2 separate regions of the Astyanax mexicanus genome follow, and region 1 is linked to region 2. The links are chromatin contacts, called in public Hi-C maps. All regions are on one chromosome and are shown on one strand. Each heading gives the region's core, a stretch centred on a gene start, on an enhancer-like site or on the middle of the called end of the contact. The rest is flanking DNA. Distances are from core to core; before and after follow the strand shown. Region 1 overlaps marchf8 (membrane-associated ring finger (C3HC4) 8). Region 2 overlaps zfand4 (zinc finger, AN1-type domain 4).

Region 1 (3,264 bases), core at 406-2,905, 190 kb before region 2:
TTTTCTTTGAGTGTTTAAATCATAAGGGGGAACTGGAACGTGATTTTGAGGGCACTAAAAACTCCCATAATGCATCATGATTTATAGTAAACATCGCTGCGTACTACGCGAGCCGTCTCGCTACTAAGCAATAGGCAGTTAGCCCTCAAATGGAGCGGACAGTGAGCCACCAGGGTTGCCAGATTTTTACAGTGGAATCCAGGTAAACCCAATTCACTGATAAAACGTGTTTCAAATCCACCAAAATGCAGAGAAAACTGCCCAAAAACAAAACAGCTAGTGTTCAGCATATCAACAGTGTTACAGGGTTTATTACAACATGAACTTAAATAAAATACATTACCTTAAATATCACTAATTACAATGATATATATATATATATATATATATATATATATATATATATATATATATATATATATATATATATATATATATATATATATATTTAAAATAATTTTATCTGCATGTGTATATTATATATGTTTTTAGAGTATCATAGGACACAAGAACCAAAAAAAGTAATTACAGTACATAAAAATAAACTTACAAGCAATGAAAGAAGTTAATACTCATACATAACATAATAACCAACACAGCTTATTCAAATTTCCATCAGCAGGACTGGAAGCTCTGTATATCTAAATACAACACTTATCAAATTTGACTCAAATTTCTATACTTTTAACACTTGGTACTTCAAAGCACAGTGTTTCCTCCATGCCTGGACATTTAGCATACCCAATCTGGCAACATTGCGAGCGGGTGTACACGGTTTAATTCAGATGCTTCTCCATGTAGTTCATGGAGGAGGATTATTTTTTTAAACAGTGTAAATATAACAGTCAGAGAGACGATCACTCCATGATTAGCTCAGAGCTTCACTAACTTTAATTCAGAGTGTGTGTGTGTGTTTAAGCGACAGGTGCAGGCTCATGATAATGACAAAGAAGTGTCCGAATTCACTCCTGTTTTCACCACTATTTAGTGAACTAAATAATGTCTACCTACATAGCTAAACACTAATGAGGGAGTAGGGAGCCATTTCGGTCACAACCAAGGACACACAATTATTCCCTCAGTGTCACGCTGAAGCACACACACAGAGAGTCCATTTGTGATTCAGAACCCATTGCTAACAGCTAACAAGTTAGCTGTGATGGTTAAAAGCACAAATAGCCCCAATGTAAGCAGTCCTGTAGTGAAGCTGATGGTGCCCTTGTGCTGCTGAGAAGTGCTGCTGTTCAAAGTGAATCTGAAAGCAGTTCACGTCAATCTTAAGCACTTCAAACAGACAGCAAACAGTAAAAATCAGGGATGGACTGCACTTTACTTAAACTTTTTATTTTGGTTTTAGAATTACGCTTAGAAAAATAAAAGGTTCAGTGACACACATGATCTTTCTGGGTTTTGGAACCGATTCTTCATTATTTCATCAACAGGAAAAACAAGATCCGAGGCCGGTTGCCTCCCTCTGTGCATTGCTAAGTCCTTACAGAGTTTATTCAATACTTCTGTGTATAGGCTTGCGAAAGTTGGCTGTCCTACAGGCAGATTATGAGACAAAGCTTAAGCAGATAAAGCAGCCAAGCCATAGCAAACAAACACCCAGCCACACCTTATAACGGCAGAGCGTAGACCTCCGCCAACAAACACATCTGCCAACCATCCTCCACGACCCTTAATTCATTCCCGACAGAGAGGGAAGGGCGCGGGGACGTTAATAAGGAGTACAGAAGACAGAAGACAGGAGTAGTTTCCATGTTTGTGTTGAGGAACAGCTTTTCAGATTGAAAGATCTGAGCAGGGTAATGATTATTTCCATGCTGGCCTTATCCGGTCAAGGCTTTACATGATTAACAGACAGTGAGATCAACAGGGATGTAATAAAAATATGTATCGATACATAAAGTGTAGTGTCAAAGTGCCTTTAAATATAGTTACTTAATTTTTTTTTATCACAATATCAGATAAAATGCAACAGCAATATGGCAGATTCTTAAAAACAGCAATTCAAATACTTCCTCATGCAAAGTACAGTGATTTGAATTGACTTTTTGTTGCACTTCATGTAATTAAGCATGATTTTTAAAATATTTTCTGTAATTATTTGTACAGTTGGGTGAATGTTCTTTAAGCAATGCAGATACTGCATTCTCGATATGCTCAAAAAAAACATATACGATAAGAAAACAAATCTCGATTCAATACAATATTGTCATATTGCCCTGATCCACATTAAAGTATCTATTGTATCACTATTCAGAAACATGGGGCCCCTTCTTACATGCCTATTGCTAACTTACACCCCGCCAACAGTCTATTCTCATGCCTTGAACCTGTGTCATTTCAATAGCTACTAAGTTTGCAAATGTATCTACGCCAATAAACACGGTGGTCAGGAAGTGAGGTGTGTTCAGGTAAATTTCTGGCTTATTGCTATCTTGGCAACGCTGGGGCACACCTTTATATTAACAATAAACAAAATAAAATTACATTGCTGTTCCCATAATTGACCTGCTTGTGCAGCCTTAACGCACAGGTCAGTTTCCTCTGCTGAGAAGTGCAGAAGCTTTGCGCTGTTAAAATGCCAATCTGCCAAAGTCAGAGCACATCTGGTTCTTAAAGACAATGGTGAGTAAAATGCTTTTTTGGGTGTGTATTCCAATCATTTGTTATCATTATTATGAAAGCAAAGACATACTAACACAGCCTAATTTAAGTCTTGACTTTCAATTTCAAAAATCATTCAGGTGCAAACTCAAACTACTAGATATCAATGTTGTAAGCTGTCGTTCGATCCCACTGTTATAATAGCAAATAACTTCAGATTTAGATTTAAATTATGGAGCGAATGTGTATTTTTATATTATTTTCTGAAAATGTACAATATATTGCCTTGCTTACAGTATCACAATATATTGAGACATTTAATGTCTGTAACACTGGTATTGTGATACATATCGTATCGCCAAACTCGCCAATACACAGCCCTATAGAGAACAAGAGATAAAACAAAACCTGCTTTATCTCTAACACACACAGAGACACATAGAGACACACACAGACACGGAAAAGCACACAAAGGCACGCAAAGACACACACACACACACACAGACACAGAAAAGCACACAAAGACACGCAGAGACACACACACAGACACAGACACGCACACAGACACGCAAAGACATGCAAAGACACACACACGGACACAGACACGCAAAGACACAAAGACACACAAAGACACACGCACACAGACATGCA
Region 2 (3,203 bases), core at 28-2,527:
AGAGAGATCGCTGATTTTGGTAGATCACCTCTAAGCAAATGTTTTTGTTGGAGATCTACCAAAAACAGTAAGGGAATGGAAAATCAGGCAAAAATAATGTGGTGTGAGCAAAGCAAAATCCAGTAGAGTAACACATTACACTTTTTTTTTACTTTTGCTGTAACAGTTAATTTTTTTGTAATCACATTACAGTTACAGCTACAGCTACCTTAATAAAAAACAGTTTCCTTTAAGCCCAACACCTAATTCATTTTTTGCCGTCTTCTGCCTAATTTATTCATGCTCTTTAACAAAGCTGCCTAATCAGCTTGTCACATGACTGTAAACACACACAGTACGAATACAGCCCACAATAGCAGATGATGAAACAACATTGTCATTTAGAATTTGCTGAAAGCAATTTTGAAAGCTTTTTTTAAGTATTGAATGAGGGTGCATGCTAAAATACAACTCGAGGCTAAAGAGCCTGTGCTGAAGGACAGAGTGTCCTAGTATCACCCAAACAAGGTAAACAGATACTTAATTTATTAATGTATTAAGTAACTTATAGCAAGGTATTACTGACCAACAATTTTCTAATGTTTAAACAAATTTGGATTTAAGAAATATAAACAAAAAGTGTGGTTAAACTTATTTTATAAACGTTTAATGTTGCAATTTAGTTCCTAAATGAATTAAAAAAAAGGAAAATAAAATAAAACTGCTTATTTCAGTACATTTATATGGGTGTATTTGTATGAGTGTAACTTAGAAGTTAGTAAATTAATGCAGAATGAGATTTGAATTACATTTTTTCAAGATGTATTGAATAAAGTAATCATACTACAATTTAAGTAATGAGTAATCTGTAAAATCTGTAGTTTTTTATTAATGAACTTCCCCAACACACCTGTATTAAATAATAAGCTTATTAACAAGCCCTTTCAGAGTTACTGGGGGTAAAAACATTAAATTATGCAGGGCAGGGTGCATCCAGAACACAGGTTGGGAAACATTGCCACAGACAACCAGTCGAGCTTGTTCTGTATACGATTAAATATTCCAGGGTTCTTACAGCATGGGGCAGGTCTTCTCTAAATAAAAGAAGCAAACAGTACATAAAATTCAGGTCTCTAACATAGCACTGATTGTGTGCATAAAACAATAAATAATTACACATAATGGCAACAATTAGTCAGGTTTCTGCTACCAACAATAACTTTTTAGGTTGAGCAGTTATCGAGGCACAAAAAAGTAGGGGGCGAGGGAAGCGCACAGCAATACGATAAAGGAAGCGTTGTGTGACGGAAACAGTCAGGAGAAGCACTAGGCCAGGCGCTGAGGCATGAGATTGGATTTATAGCTGTGTTCCTCTAGAGCTATCAGTTCTGAAGCATGCTTCCACAGATGTGCTTCTGTGCCACTGACAATCTCTGATATGACAGCACTGGCAGTGATATTTCTGGGAACATTTCAGAAAAAATCAAAAACACCAGCTGCTGGAGAACTGTCTAGCACTGAAACACAGAAATCCATCCCTGAAGACTTCTATGTTTCCGCTGTCTCAAATGATAAGTATGGTAGTTGGCGTCTTGTGGAGCTGCATGCTGGCTGTGTTACTCTGTGAGTATGTCTATACCATGTGTGATAGCGTGAACATGCACACGTGAACATGCGTCTGCATGTTGCGAGTGTTGATTGGGGAGGGTTTATGGTTTACATTTCCTGTTGCTTGGTTCCTGCTGGCAGACGCTCTTTCTGTGAACACTGGTGAATAATTGAAAACGTGCTATGCCACTGCTGGGCCCATACAACATGCATCAAGCTCATAAAGCAGAACTGCTCCCCTGCTAACCTCGGGGTCAAGGCTGCATTTTCATCATGACACTTCTCAATATACCACTGGTGAAAACCCACACACAGAGGTAGTCATAACAAAATGAAAACTGTGTGTTTCTTCAGTATATTTACAGCTCATCACTTCACTACTGCCTGATACATAAATAACAAAAGGAGGTCATGCAATTTGTTTGAATTCATGTCAATGCCAATTTAAACCACAGTGACGATAAAAATTAAACCAAGCAGAAACCAGTAGTTCAGTGGCATTTTGTTACTTACTAATAACAACAAAACACATCCCTTCAATGAGATAACGAACCTAGCTATAAAACAATCTATTTTGATATCCAAACAGTGTAGTTTCTAAAGCACAGAAACACAACTGTGCGTCAGCAGCCTCCCACTCTTCAGGAGAGATAAGGCATTCCACTGAATGTGTGCAGTGTAGCATTAAATAGTTGTCTGGGATGCAGAGAGATGGTGAGTGAGGTGTGTGAGAGAGAGAGAGAGAGAGAGAGAGAGAGAGAGAGAGAGAGTGTCTGTAAAGCACTGAGGACAGTCACGACACTCCCGACAACACTTCACACAAAGCGCATCCTGATCATAAAGTCAACAGACTCACCTTGTCTTTTTATTGAACTGGAGGATCCACTCGAAGAGCCCAGCATTCCTGAGGGCTGAAAAGACATGATTCTGTCAAACTGACACCCCAGACAAGAAAAGTTAAAATGCTTTGTAAAAAAAAAAAAAAGGACAATCTAAACACTACTCATATTAACAGTAACCAGTTAACGACAGGTATTGACAGTAGTGTGTTTTTAATGTCCTACCAATGTTGTTGGTATTGGTGCTATACCTGTTGGCACCTGTATCAAAACTCTGGCTTTTGCACTGAAACTAATTATTATTATTATTATTATTATTATTTGCATTACTGCACTGTTAGAAGTGCATATAATATAAAGAACTAAGGCTTTAACAGGGTTTACTTTGTCCCACAACTTTAACACGGCTTTCTTTACAAAACTAAATATTTTGAACAAATCCATAAACACTATAAACAGACCTAAAATAATCAGTGTTTCAGTATTCAAAAAATATTTCTCAAAAGCTCTATTGCACAAGTAAGACATAAGTTTAATATAATAGAAAAATAGAAAAACTATAAAAATTGCTTTATAAATATGACTAGTTTGAACAAAACCGAAGTATACAGATCACAAATTTGATTAACTTTTGTATATGGCGATATAGTACAGATCATCATACAGGGGACCCCACTCAATCTTTGTAATGCATAACTATAATGTGTAAACAACTGCTATCTAGTTGTCCGAGTTTCAACACAAACTAAACCACTGACTGAATTTACCTCTAAACTA

Evidence for each region. Hi-C and Micro-C count contacts between places; a contact is called where the count stands out from the background.
Region 1: a contact with region 2 is called in a Hi-C map of muscle, with 18 times the contacts expected there. The contact joins two enhancer-like sites. A contact is called at or near these places in 2 of 3 Hi-C or Micro-C datasets (both in muscle).

What each region holds. Positions count from the first base shown.
Region 1 is chr7:28,748,927-28,752,190 of AstMex3_surface, reverse strand. All of the region lies in intron 5 of marchf8 (membrane-associated ring finger (C3HC4) 8), which reads right to left. Among protein-coding and RNA genes, the nearest start is that of vdac2, 31 kb to the left of the region's middle. Within about 2 kb of position 1,655, the one cell type or tissue checked has an H3K27ac peak away from gene starts, as active enhancers do.
Region 2 is chr7:28,558,510-28,561,712 of AstMex3_surface, reverse strand. zfand4 (zinc finger, AN1-type domain 4) reads right to left here. Exons shown (of 10, transcript XM_049481180.1): 9 at 2,444-2,498. Among protein-coding and RNA genes, the nearest start is that of marchf8, 13 kb to the left of the region's middle. Within about 2 kb of position 1,277, the one cell type or tissue checked has an H3K27ac peak away from gene starts, as active enhancers do.